3 separate regions of the Mus musculus genome follow, and regions 1 and 3 are each linked to region 2. A link is a contact called in public Hi-C and HiChIP or PLAC-seq data. All regions are on one chromosome and are shown on one strand. Each heading gives the region's core, a stretch centred on a gene start, on an enhancer-like site or on the middle of the called end of the contact. The rest is flanking DNA. Distances are from core to core; before and after follow the strand shown. Region 1 overlaps 4930440I19Rik (RIKEN cDNA 4930440I19 gene). Region 2 holds the start of 4930440I19Rik (RIKEN cDNA 4930440I19 gene). Region 3 overlaps Gm14461 (predicted gene 14461).

Region 1 (3,853 bases), core at 242-2,741, 140 kb after region 2:
TGCAGGATGCCTTCTGTTTGACCTAACAAACCTGTTCTTTTCATTTGTATCTTACCCTGAGCTCTCTTTTGTCATTTGACTTACTGTTGTATTTGGTCAGTGGAGACCCACGATGAGCTAGGGGCTGCTTCCTCTCTGGTTATCTTGGCCTGGCTCTGGCCCTTGAAAAGGCAAGGAAGATTCTGATGTTCCAGATTCTGGTAGCTGTTGTATTTCTACTTCTGTGCATGTTGTTTGTCACCCTTGACTATACCATTATCAGGTAAAACATTTTGCACCGTGACTTTGAATTATCATTTTTTGAGGGTGCCTTCTCTGATACTTAGTGATATAAGGTGTGTGTGTACGTGTGTGTGTGTTTCTTACCTCACAGATTCCTCTGATCCACAATCCTTCCTTTATTTTTGTTTTCAATCACTGTGACTTAGGAAGGAGTGTCTGTCCTTTTTCAGATCCTAGAGTGGGCCAGGAGGTAACTTGGCATTATTGGGATGATCCTCTCTAACCACAGTCCAGCGAAGAGAATTTTGGTTTTTGAACTAATTTTGTTCAGTGCTACTCAGCTCCCAGACCACACTCACTTGAACAAGGGGCTGCCTTTTCCCTGTAAGTGCTATGCTGGTGCGGCAAAGGCAAGGGGCTCCCTGTGACCTTGCTCATCACGTAAGGGATCGTGCCAGGACTGATGCAATTTTAGATTTACAAAGGTTCAGTCATAAAATGATGTGTATTTGTGGAATTGCTTCAAGACTGTCATCTCTTATATTCTTGCCATAGCTCTATGGTCTAACTTACTGTGTCTTGGATTAAAAAGATGTTAAACTAAATCATGTCATAAGATGTTTGAGGTATAGAAACCAATAGAGTAAGTGAATAGAGTTAGAGCATTATTTTGGGAGCAGGTTAACAAGAAAGCATTAAAAAGGACCCAGGACCTCTGTGCCTTATGGACTGTGATGTGTTCTCATTGCTTAGTAACATTCATTAGATGGCAGAGAGATGGAGAGAGGTATTCAATGGTACACGGTTTGTTAGCATCTTTAAATGCACTTTCCAATTCACTAAAAAGTAACACTTTTAAAATATATTATCACCTGTCATGTGGAATAAAGGAAGAATTCATTCATTTAAAGTGGCTCAAAACTTCTTAGCTTGTATTTATAAATCCTGACAAATATAAAGAAGATTCAAACAAACAAACAAACAAACAAACAATAAAACAACAGTGGTTAAGAAAACAATGTACTAGCTCGTAGATTTAAGATATATTTTAGCATCTCCAGACATGTTTCAAAGCAAACAGGAAAGTTACCTACAGCTTCTTGTCAAAGCATGCGCCTTAATTACTCCTTTGATTTGAAGCAGTTTATTTGCAGTGTCTTCCCCTGCTTCTTCTCTGCTGCTCAAGCTGCCCTGGGAAGGATCCGGGCTCCCCCAGGTGCTGGCAATCACTATAGAATGACTTCATAGTCCTGACCTCCCCACCCCCATGCCAGCAGCTGGCCTCAGCAGCTGCTCATGGTTACTGGCAGAGTCATTTCATTCATGCTCTGGGACAGCTGCTTGGGGTGGTGGCAAGTGTTTCTTTGGCTGTGGACAAAGGCCAGGTTCTACCTGCAGCTGCTTCAGAGATCTTCTAGATTTTCCACAGCTGGACAGGAGTACAGAGCTCAGACAGCCCCTTGCTCTTGCATCTGCCACTTAAGGGATCTCATGAAAGTCCTGATTCAATTACCATACCCTTGTCATCTGCCTAACTGATAGTGTGCAGTAGATACTGGAAAATTCAGGCAGTGAGCTTATTTAGTTTATTACTCTTCCTTTGAATGTAATGACTGTATTTAATGAGATTTCTGTACAATTCAAAGTAACGTGGAAGAATTGGCCTCTAAATTTAACTGCTTGGTCTGGTGGTTTCTGGCTTTGGCTACTCATTGCAACACTGGAAGCTGAAGCAATGCAAATGCCAAAGCTCACACTTAGAGATTCTGATTTTGATGGTTCAGGGAAGGTGGCAGCCTGAGCAACAGGATGCTACAAAGCTGCCCGGTGATATCTCTCTTAATCCACAGGTAAGAATCACTATCCCAGTTTGATCAGTGGCTAGGGTATAGCCTAGAATTAGGGCAGGTCTAGAGGCTCCATCTGTCAGCACTGGCCTTGGGGTATGCACTTTTGGATTCTACTTGGTGAGTTTCATTATCGTATCTTTAGCACCAGGTTTCATACCACAAATTTTGCCTCCCTGTTTGCCCCTGCCTTAGAAGGTGAAATTTTGCTTTTCTGATACTACCAAAGGTTGGCAAGAGGATACAGGAGACAGACCCTTGGTTGCTAGAATACAAAGTTTCTGTAGGCTTAGTTCACAGGGAGCTTCCTGGTGGCAAGAACCATAGGGCTCTGTGTAGCCTCGAGTTTCATCATGCTGGACCTAGTTCAGATCGCCTTCCCTCTTCCTAGTCCAAGCAGAAGAAGAAATCTTTCTCTAAGCTTTGTTGTTTGGATTTGAGAGACGGAGAGAACATTTTTCTTTCTGTATTTTTCAACATTATTAAAAACCTCACACTGTGGTCTCTTCCCCGACTCCTTTGGCTAATGGTCTCTGCGGACAGATGTTCACAGAAGTGTCCAGTTTTTGTCCCTTCTGATGTTTTAATTCTTTTCTTAATTTGTTATTGTTCCTGCCCACTGTGGCTTGCCTCCATTTAGGAAAAACCTTGAGGAGATGAGAAACTAAGACAAACACCAGCTCTCTTATTATATCCATTTCAAAATGATGTTCTATTCTGGTAGGTTATGATTCTTAGAAAAATTGAAAGGCTTAAGTAATTAAAAATGCCCTTCCATGGAGGCAAAGCAGGAAGGATAACTCAGAGGAGGCCTCTTGCTCACCTACTGTAATTTGGAGAAATTAAACAATAAATGAAAATGTCTGTGATGTTATGAAGAAATCAGAAAGTCTAATAAACAAATAAAGCTTGCAATTAGGAGTAGTAAAAAGTAATTAGCAGGCAATGTTCTTTTCACTTTTCCATGCTCTCTTTGGGCCATGAAAATGAAGCTATAAATAAATGAAAGAAGGGTGATTTTATTTTAATGTCTAGCTGACTTCTCAAGCATCTTTGATTAGACATCAACAGTGAATATGCCCTCAAAGTTATCTTGAATGTTTGATGGACATAGTATTCTGTATTGCTAACATGACACAAAGAGTCTGTGCTGGAACACTGGAGTGAAATGTTTCCTCTTCTATACCACTCAAGAAAAATGAAAAAAAATAGAGTGGTGTGAAGTTTTTTCAGTGCTGAGAGAGTTGAATCACAGTTCTATACAACTTATTTCCCTATATGATGACTTGACTCAAAACTTCATTGCATTTCTGTGGGCTGAGTTGCAGATCACCCTAAATAAGCACTGGATAAGCTATCCAAGTTTGGTCTATAAAGTTTGAAAAAAACTCCTGATTAGGTACAGATAATGAACATATACCATAACTTACTATTACCATTAAGTACTATCACTCAGAGGAGAATAGATTACTGGACAGAAAAGCTAAGTTGTCTGGACCCAACCCATGGGAAGGTTTCTGATCTAAGCTAAGTGTTGGATTCCAGACGAGATGCTACTCCTGGTAACAGAATGGTGGGGGAAAGCTTTCTGCTGAAGATTGTGGTCTATGGAGACAGACGAGGATGCAAATCCCAGCATCCATCAGATTAGAGCTTCTAAATCTCCATGTTCCTCCATAAAACAGGATTTGTATTACTCTGGTTATAGTGGAATTGGATCCTTTGCAAGGGTCAAATGAGATGTTATGAAGAAAACATTCACCTGGGGTTGGCAAAGGGTTAAT
Region 2 (4,266 bases), core at 1,264-3,763:
GATGATGTAGTATTTAGGGAAAAGATTACCCAATGTTTCCCAAGAGAGCCCAGAGGACTCTAGGCAAAACAGCCAAGAGACATTTTATCCACTTCTGATCCTAGCCAATTTCTACCTGACATTTTTGATACCCTTACGCTTCTCCATGGACATGTAGGGGAGACCCCACAGAGACAATATCTTTGAACTGAGTGAGAGGCCCCGTGCATGCCTTTTCTTCCTAGTCCTGTGTGCTGACGAAGGAAGCTGACGCCCTCAGCCGATTGCTGACCATTGCCAGCTAACTCATCAGTGGTGATTTATCCAGCGGCTTTCAAAGTGCAATTTCTGGACTAGCAGCATCATTTGAGATTCCTTAGAACCTCACATTCTTCCCAAGCCCCCTGAATTGGAAATTCTGGGGCTGGACCACTGCAACCTGCAGTTTCACCAGGCTTCGAGGTAGACCTGATGTTCAGAAACCATAAACAAGGTCTTCGGGCTCTTCACAAACCATCCCTATCCTCCTGTTTGACCTGACATCGCTCTTGAAAGCCCTCAAAGAACAGCCTCAAAGGTGAACAGGTGGGTGGGGTATTTGAACGCCAGTGTGCCCTCCTTGTCCTCTTGAAAGGGCTGCCTCTGCCGTTTTATTCTGAGTGTCACCTCGAAGCACAGCCTCCATTGCAGAGGACTCCTTGAGCCCGTGTCTAGTGTGTAAATGAGGAGGAGGCTGTGATTAGTCATTCCCGTTTCTTTTGGAAGGAAGAGTGAAATGCTCAGGAAAGCCGCCAGGTGGCAGCCTGGTTCCTAAGCGGCTCCTGTATTACTGAAAGGCACTTTCTGGCTTGTTCACTGTAGTCAAAGAAAGGCAATCCAACAGCAGTAGTCATTTATTGACTAGGCTGTTTGTCTTTTTCTCTACTGCAGCATGAGTCAGAGCCCACAGAGGGAAAAAGAGAGGGGAACAACCTACTGATTAATGGGTCAGAAGGCTGCTCTGTAAGACTGTGAGCCACTTCTGCCTCCGTTTCACAGAATGTGGGATGTAGGGAAGCTACAAAGGCGAACATTGGTTAAATACCCAATGAAGCTGGCTCAGTCAACCAGTTCAAACAGGTATCTGGAATATGTCTGTCTTCTGTCCTTTGATGAGCAATGTACCCACACACAGGAATCACATGGAGTAATGTTGACATCTTCTGATGCCCAGAGGCTACAGAGGCAGTCCCTGGGCATCGGTGAGATTAAATCTTCCCAGGTGATTCCAGTGGCAGGAAGCTCTGGAGACCATTTTACCCACATGCATTGGAGTTAAATGCACTGACAATGTGGCCTCAATGAGAAACTGGTTGCTGTCTCATATCGTAGTATAAATTTGATAGAATATGTTGTCATGGTCAGTTCTGTTATTAACAATGGGCAGGGTTTGTCATATGATGGAAAGTGCCCACACCCTTCCCCCAACTACTTCTTCCTTCCTCCCTTTTTCTTTTATTTCCCCTTTTTTTCCCCTTGAAGCTAAGAACACAAACCCAAAATTGAAGATATTTCTACTTCCTGGAGGGATATTCTGACTGAAACCACACTATTCTGTTCTAAAGTACAAAGACCATACCTTTGGCTGTATGCTCTCAGGGGTCCTTCAGCTATATGCCCTAGTTTAAAGGCTACTACGACAGCAAAACATTTAGCTTAGTGCTGATGCGAGGGGAGTTGTTCATATTGATCAGGCAGAGTGAAAACGTTTGCCTGGACAACCCTGAAGTCTTTCAGCAGAGTTTGAAATTTTTCTGTAAGGAAAGATTTTTTTTTTTTTTTTTTTTTTTTTGTACTAAACCAGGTTTTGAAACCTAGAATGCGAATTTTAAAAAATATTTGTTCTAGAAAACCATATATGTTCCCACAGAAAAAGGCAGCCTGGAAGGAAACATAGTTGTAACATATAAAACATGAAATATGCTGAACCGTTGTGTGAAAGGACACATGATGCTAGGCTGAATTCTCGACACCCACGGACGGGGTTCAACCCCGCAGGAACTCCAGCTTCTGGTCCTCTCTCAAGGCTCGTCCAAGTATCACTTCTTGAAATGTAAATATTACTGTAAGAAGCAACTTGTTAAACCCTTGCATCATAAAGCATACCAAGTTTCCCTATAAGTGCAGATTAGCCAAGGAAACTGAGAGGCTTGCGCTGGAAAGCCCAAAGAAAGAGGATGGAGGAAAGAAATGTGTAGTAAGGATTGGGAGCCAAAGGGCCTTTCTCCTTCAGTTTGACATTACAGTTGGCTAGGGCCCAACCATGGACAGTTTAACTTGGTTCATTTGTTGAGTTTATGCTCCTATCCTACAAAATTCTTGCCGACTCCCCCCCCCCCCCCTTTAAATGGTACGTCATAGAGAACAGCAAAAGCTACGGAGTGGCTATGGTGTCTCACGTTGTCTCACGCGACTTCCTAGATTCCAGAGGCTTCTTTTCTGTGGGCGTGGCCAAGGCAGCGGGGGTTTATGACAAAGTTGAGCGACCTCATGTCACTCAAACCAGCTGTATTAAGGAAGGTGCAAGCTTTTGGGATTTCTGTTTGGATTTAGTTTAGGTTCAAAAGAGCACGCACAGATCCTGAGTGTTGTCAAGCACCCGTGACTGGGAAACGGAGGCGTCCGATCCGTATTGGAGTCAATTCGCCACTTAATTGGTGAGTCTCTCCACCTATGGCACTGCAGCAGTACGTTTCTGTCTGCAAACATAAACATATTCAATCAATACAAAGCAAAACCTTGCTTCTCAGAGGCTCTCCTATGCTCTCTTGTTGGTTTGTGAAAATAGCTAAGTAGTGGTGTTCAGTTCATCCTATTAAAGAGCCTTCATCAGGGAATACTGAGACAACTCTTGGTGGCAGCAGGCTTAGTCATCCTGCTGTGACAAAGGGATGAATAATGTTTTTTAAATCTCACATCTACCAACACTCTCTTTTCAAAATGGATCCTCCATTACAGAAAAGGAGCTACTGCAGATACATGCGGTTAGCAGTTCTACCTTTTTCATAGCTTCGTTACTAAATCAAAGGGTGCATGACACCGTTCCTCATAGAATGGAATGACTTCGTGACTTCTCAGCGTTTACAGTTCTCGCTTTGGAAGATGTTGGTTTGTGTTCTTGCGACCGTAAGAGTGACTTCTGTCTTCCTGTTAGCTGCTTTCTCTCACGTCTTGGTTATTAGGCCATTAAACCCTCCTCCATTTGAAATGTGGCTTACTCATGCTTTGTGATGTAGCTGCTATTTGTCAAAACGGTTCTCAGAATCCCATTTTCTGGTTACCATTAGAGCACAGCACGAAACCCTGAAGATAAAGGATGATGTTGGTAAATATTTTCATCAGACTTTGTGAGAATTCAGATTTCTAATAAAATTAATTTGAGAAAAATCAATGACCCTATGAGTTTAAGAGGACTTTCATTATTCCAAGGTAACAGTTTCCAAAGCTTAGTATGTCCTTCAAAAGCTTATTGTCTAAAATGTTCTTTCTCCTCCTTCTAGGGCGGATTTCCCCTTCTGGGTCATGACTAACTACATTGCTCATACTAGCCAGAATTATATATCCCTGTACATTCCCCACTTCTTTTCCACTCAGAATAGTTGATAATCTGCGTAGTTACAAGAATATCCACGCACAGCAGTGGCTTATTCAAAAAAGGTATCATACCACTGTTGTTTCTTTTCCTTGGCAAAAAGGGAATATTTTGTTCCTACAATTATAACTTCTAAATATTAAAAAGTGAGTAGTGAATTCTGATAGACATTTCTTCAAAAATCTGTCAAATTAGAATACATCTTACTACTAAAGTCATTTTGTGATTATAAGCAATAAACTTTTCTTCTTGCTTTTTTCTTTTCTTTTTCCTTATTTTTCTGTTCTTTCTTCTTTTCCTTCCTCCCTTCCTCCCTTCCTCCCTCCCTCCCTTCCTTTCTCTCCCCCCAAACCCCCAGACAGAGTTTCAGGACAACCAGGACTACACGAGAAACTCTGTACTTTTACTCTTTTATATACACAGCCTGCTTTCTCATAGAACCAGCCCAGGATCACCAGCCCAGGGATGGCACCACCCATAGTGGGCTTGTCCCTTCCCCAGAAATCACTAAATCAGAAAATGCTCCGTAGACTTGTCTACAGCCAGATACTATGAAGGCATTTCTCAATTGAGGCTCCCTCCTCTCTGATGACTCTAGCTTGTGTCAAGTTGCCACAAAACGAACCTGTACGACATCAGAGAACAACAAGAGTCAA
Region 3 (3,968 bases), core at 1,168-3,667, 240 kb after region 2:
CAGAAATAATTTCAACACAAGGATTTTCTAGGAAATGATATTATAGAACTACATAATAAGTTTCTACTAAGGAAGTAAGTATGCTTTGGAGATGAATATCCATGTGTCCTTAGCAGCTGACAAATGCTTATGCAACTTTATTCTGCTAGGTGAGTTACTGCCTGCCAGGAATGCCTCGTGAAGGACTCCTGAATTACTTGAAAACATACTAGAGGTAGCCAAGTCTTCTATTTCCATGGCTTTATTTTGAGTCATTTTTGCTCTGTGCTCAGGTACAGCATGTTTTCTTAGGTTCATATTGAATTCTCTCCATGACTAATCTGGAAATAACTTTTACTGAAATCAAATCAATATTATATGAACCAAACATGATTATTCTTGGAGAGGGGGCTTACTGATATTTTATGAAACTTCTCAGTTGATTTTATTGATATATCTTGTTGATACTTGATAATTCTTAGAGGAGAGTGAAAGAGAGCTGTTTTTTTGTTCTAATCTTATAAATATGGAAGATGAAATGATAAAAGTTTCAAGACACGCAGAATTTTAGAACCTGTTTGAATATAGGTAAACTTTGGATTACAAACTAGCTCTACAAGGTTGTACTTATTAGTCCCAGGATATTTGATTGTTAGGTCATAAGACATTTTCAATCACATCTTTCTGTTAGGGAAGAAATATTTTCAATGTACAGAATAAAAGAAAAATCTTACCCATGGAGAGAAAATTAATGACCACTTCATATATTAGTTTCCTGCAGCTGTTATAACAGATCTACCTGGCCAGCATAGCAGAGTGTCCAAGTAATCTGAATTAGCATTATTCCATGTTTCCTGATCCCAAATAGTTTGGTCCTTGATGTTCCTTCCTAAGAATGTTCCTGGGTTTAGTAGTCTGAAGGGCAGCAGGTAAGCATCTGTTTTGTTTGTTTTAAAGGAACCTGGCTCTGCAGAAGCAGTCTCTTTCAAACCAAATTCCTGTACTGCACATACAGCTCCTAAGAACTGCAGGGTTTTCTGACACTTTCTTATCACTGGGCCTAACTCTCTAGGGCATCCATTAACATTCCTTCCTCTTCTACACCAGGGAGCAAACACTTGGGCTGTTGACAGGCTGCTCCCTGTTGCCCTTCTGTTCTGGCTAGCTTTTCCATCTCTGCCTTCTTGCTTCTAGAGCTCTACCCCTTTTCTGCCCCTGGAAAACGTCCTAGGTTTCCCTCATTCTTACTCTGACTCATGAAAAGATGATGCTGTTCTGTCTCTTTGCTGAAGAGTCTCCCTTTAAAGTATTGTGCTGCCACCAAGACTCCTATCCCTAAGAACCTGTACTCCCCACAAAATTGAATTTATTAACAGCTAAATAATATATACTTATTTCCCAATCCTCTTAGTCAAGCCACCACCATTCTACAGGCTGCACTTGCTGTTAGAGATGCATTTGATTTAAAGAGATGGACTCATGCATCTTTCGCTAATTGACATACTTCAATTAGGGCTATGGCATCCAGCTCCTTCTACGATGTAGCACAGACCACCATTTTCTTCCTTTCTAACCTTAATAGCATTTCATTGTGCCTACATGCACTTTCCTTATCCATTAATTTGTGAATGAACCCTTGTGTGTTTTCTGCATGTTAGCTATCACAAATAACGAACGTTGTTTGTACATGTTTATGTTGTTTGTGTCTGTTATAAATTTGGTGTCTTGAATATGTTCTCTTTTGTTTTGGCTTGCATAATTGGTTTCATGTTATGATTTTTTTTCCTTTGACATTCTACACTTCCTGTTTTGGTACACTAAAATTATTCCAAAAAGTACTCTACTGGAGAGCCTCTTGCCTTATTTCCCCCTCCATTTGTCATTCATATATATATGTATGTACATATACATATATATATATACACACACATATATATATCTTATACTACATAGTTATATGTTATATATCATATATTATATAACACACATATATAACATCATATATAACATCATATATAATATCATATATATGTTTTGCTCTCAGTACACTGAAGTATTTGGAAAGTTTAGTCATCAGCAGATACAGAATGAATCATGACCCTGTCATATATATAAATATGAATCTTTGGATATACCACACCTTATTCCTACAATGTGAAACCTATGTTAGAAATGGCAATAGATTTGCTCCAGAGGCATAGATTTTCTCATATATGTTTATGCAATTTTATATACTGAATCGTAGATAAATAGACTGAGGCTTTTTTTTTTAATGAAAAGATTAGTTTAAGTTTAGGGAAGACTGAAGTGAAGATTTGTTATTTTTTAGAAACTCAGTTGTGTCACGTGATGCTTTTCTGGAAGCTGTCTTGTGAGAGGGTGTTTTGCTGACACAGACCCATGTGAGGGCATATGATGTTTTACTGGAGCAGACACTTGAGAGGGTGCATGATGTTTATAGAGAATATAAACATAACCCCACAGATGGCAAGAGAACACCCTTGCATTGCTTCTCCATACAATCTTTCTCTGGTCTTCACTTTGTAGAGAGAAACACACCAAGGAATTTCTGGTGGTATTCCACTTCCAAGGATCCTCGAGGTTTCTGCTGGATGGAGCCACTGCTGCTGACTTTGGTGTTTGCTATTGGACTGGACTGCTGATATCCTGACAACAAAGATTGGAACTACCCCTAAAAACTACTTCTAAGTAGGTCCACCAACCCCTTTTCCTTTTATCCTTCTTTCTCTGCTACCTTTGGTCAGTGGGCTAGAAGGGAGGTTGAAGGGTTTAAAATAGGCTCTGACAATTCTAAGCTTAGAGAATACTGTTACATTTCTAGCATGTAACTGGTTTCTATATTTAATATTCATGAGTGTTGTGGGAAAGCTATTGTTTATATCAGACATATAAGTTACTGTTGATTGACAGCTTGATTGGATTGAGATTAGTGAATTATACCTCTGAGTGATGGGGACATTTTTTGAGATGACTGAAGTCAATGGTTTAATCCACTTGTGGGTTGCAAGTTTTGATAGGCTGTTGAGGGGAGAGCTGGACCCGGGGAGGTCAGTCTAGTTGTAGGAAGTACATCACTGGATGCATGCCTTCCTAGGGTATGTCTTACCCGTAAACCTTTCCCTTGCCTCCCCACAGCCATGGTTGAGTAGCTCTGTTCTACCACAAACTCTCCACTGGGACGTTTCTCACTAGCGCTCAAGATGAACACGACTGTGTCATTATGGACTGAAGCTGTGAGCCACAGTAAATCCCTTTCCCTTAAGTTGTTTTCCCCAGACATTTTTTTGTGACAGGGATTGCACTGAGTCACACAATCTCAGAATCATCCAATTTTGTTCTTAAGCAAATATCAAGTTGAATTGATTAGGAAGACTGCTCTCTCTTCTTTCTTCTCGAACTCCTTTCGTATTCACCAGCTTTGCTTGACCTTCCTCACCACAAAGCCACTAGGGGAGCTGGGTTATCAGCAGGCAAGAAGCACATCTTACCTAAGGGTGTGAGGCTTTCTTTCTGCACTGACTGGAAATCTCAACTTGACCAGCTGTGTGTATGAACATCTTAATGCAATGTCATTGCTCATATTTCATCCTCATAGATCAAAATGAACATCTTAAAGCTATCCCTTGGGGACCTTGAACTTTTAAAAGCTAAATTTTCGGTGTGCATTTTTAAATAGAAGCATTTGGGTCTATTTTGATTAGGATCATACAGTGGAACAGCAAAAAGGTGAATTAGCAATTCAGAGGCAAAAATACCATAGAGCTGGTGAGATAGTTCTGAGACTATGAGGGTAAGGAGGCCCGATGCCAAGCCTGAAGACTGAATTCCATCCCTAGGACACACATGGTGTAAAGAGAGAACCGACTCCCACATCTCACGTCTGCCATGGCCCACACCTTTCTATCCACCCAAGTAAATAGATGTGCTGTGATATGTGTGAGTACATGTGTGTGTATATGTATGTGTGC

Evidence for each region. Hi-C and Micro-C count contacts between places; a contact is called where the count stands out from the background. HiChIP or PLAC-seq counts read pairs in DNA pulled down with a chosen protein or histone mark.
Region 1: a Hi-C map of stem cell-derived neural stem cells shows a contact between it and region 2, with 3 times the contacts expected there. The contact joins the enhancer-like site here to the promoter of 4930440I19Rik in region 2. A contact is called at or near these places in 12 of 484 Hi-C or Micro-C datasets (the Ba/F3 cell line, Sertoli cells, embryonic fibroblasts and 6 more) and 1 of 115 datasets of contacts at active chromatin or transcription factors (stem cell-derived neural progenitor cells).
Region 3: a contact with region 2 is called in an H3K4me3 HiChIP or PLAC-seq map of bone marrow-derived macrophages, with 5 times the contacts expected there. The contact joins the enhancer-like site here to the promoter of 4930440I19Rik in region 2. A contact is called at or near these places in 9 of 484 Hi-C or Micro-C datasets (the C2C12 cell line, bone marrow-derived macrophages, cortical neurons and 4 more) and 3 of 115 datasets of contacts at active chromatin or transcription factors (bone marrow-derived macrophages and embryonic stem cells).

The regions. Positions count from the first base shown.
Region 1 is chr2:78,188,245-78,192,097 of GRCm38.p6, forward strand. The region is part of intron 6 of 4930440I19Rik (RIKEN cDNA 4930440I19 gene); the gene reads left to right. Among named protein-coding and RNA genes, the nearest start is that of Gm14461, 47 kb to the right of the region's middle. Within about 2 kb of position 1,492, at least 25 of the 459 cell types and tissues checked have an H3K27ac peak or open chromatin away from gene starts, as enhancers often do. A contact at or near this core is called in stem cell-derived neural stem cells, where this site is marked.
Region 2 is chr2:78,048,664-78,052,929 of GRCm38.p6, forward strand. 4930440I19Rik (RIKEN cDNA 4930440I19 gene) reads left to right here and starts at 2,514. Exons shown (of 7, transcript NR_108098.1): 1 at 2,514-2,675. Gm52519 (a long non-coding RNA gene) reads right to left here and starts at 3,321. Exons shown (of 3, transcript XR_003953861.1): 1 at 3,017-3,321; 2 at 2,418-2,717.
Region 3 is chr2:78,290,799-78,294,766 of GRCm38.p6, forward strand. Gm14461 (predicted gene 14461) reads left to right here. Exons shown (of 6, transcript NM_177843.4): 4 at 2,527-2,688. Among named protein-coding and RNA genes, the nearest start is that of Gm14461, 55 kb to the left of the region's middle. Within about 2 kb of position 2,418, at least 2 of the 459 cell types and tissues checked have an H3K27ac peak or open chromatin away from gene starts, as enhancers often do. A contact at or near this core is called in bone marrow-derived macrophages, where this site is marked.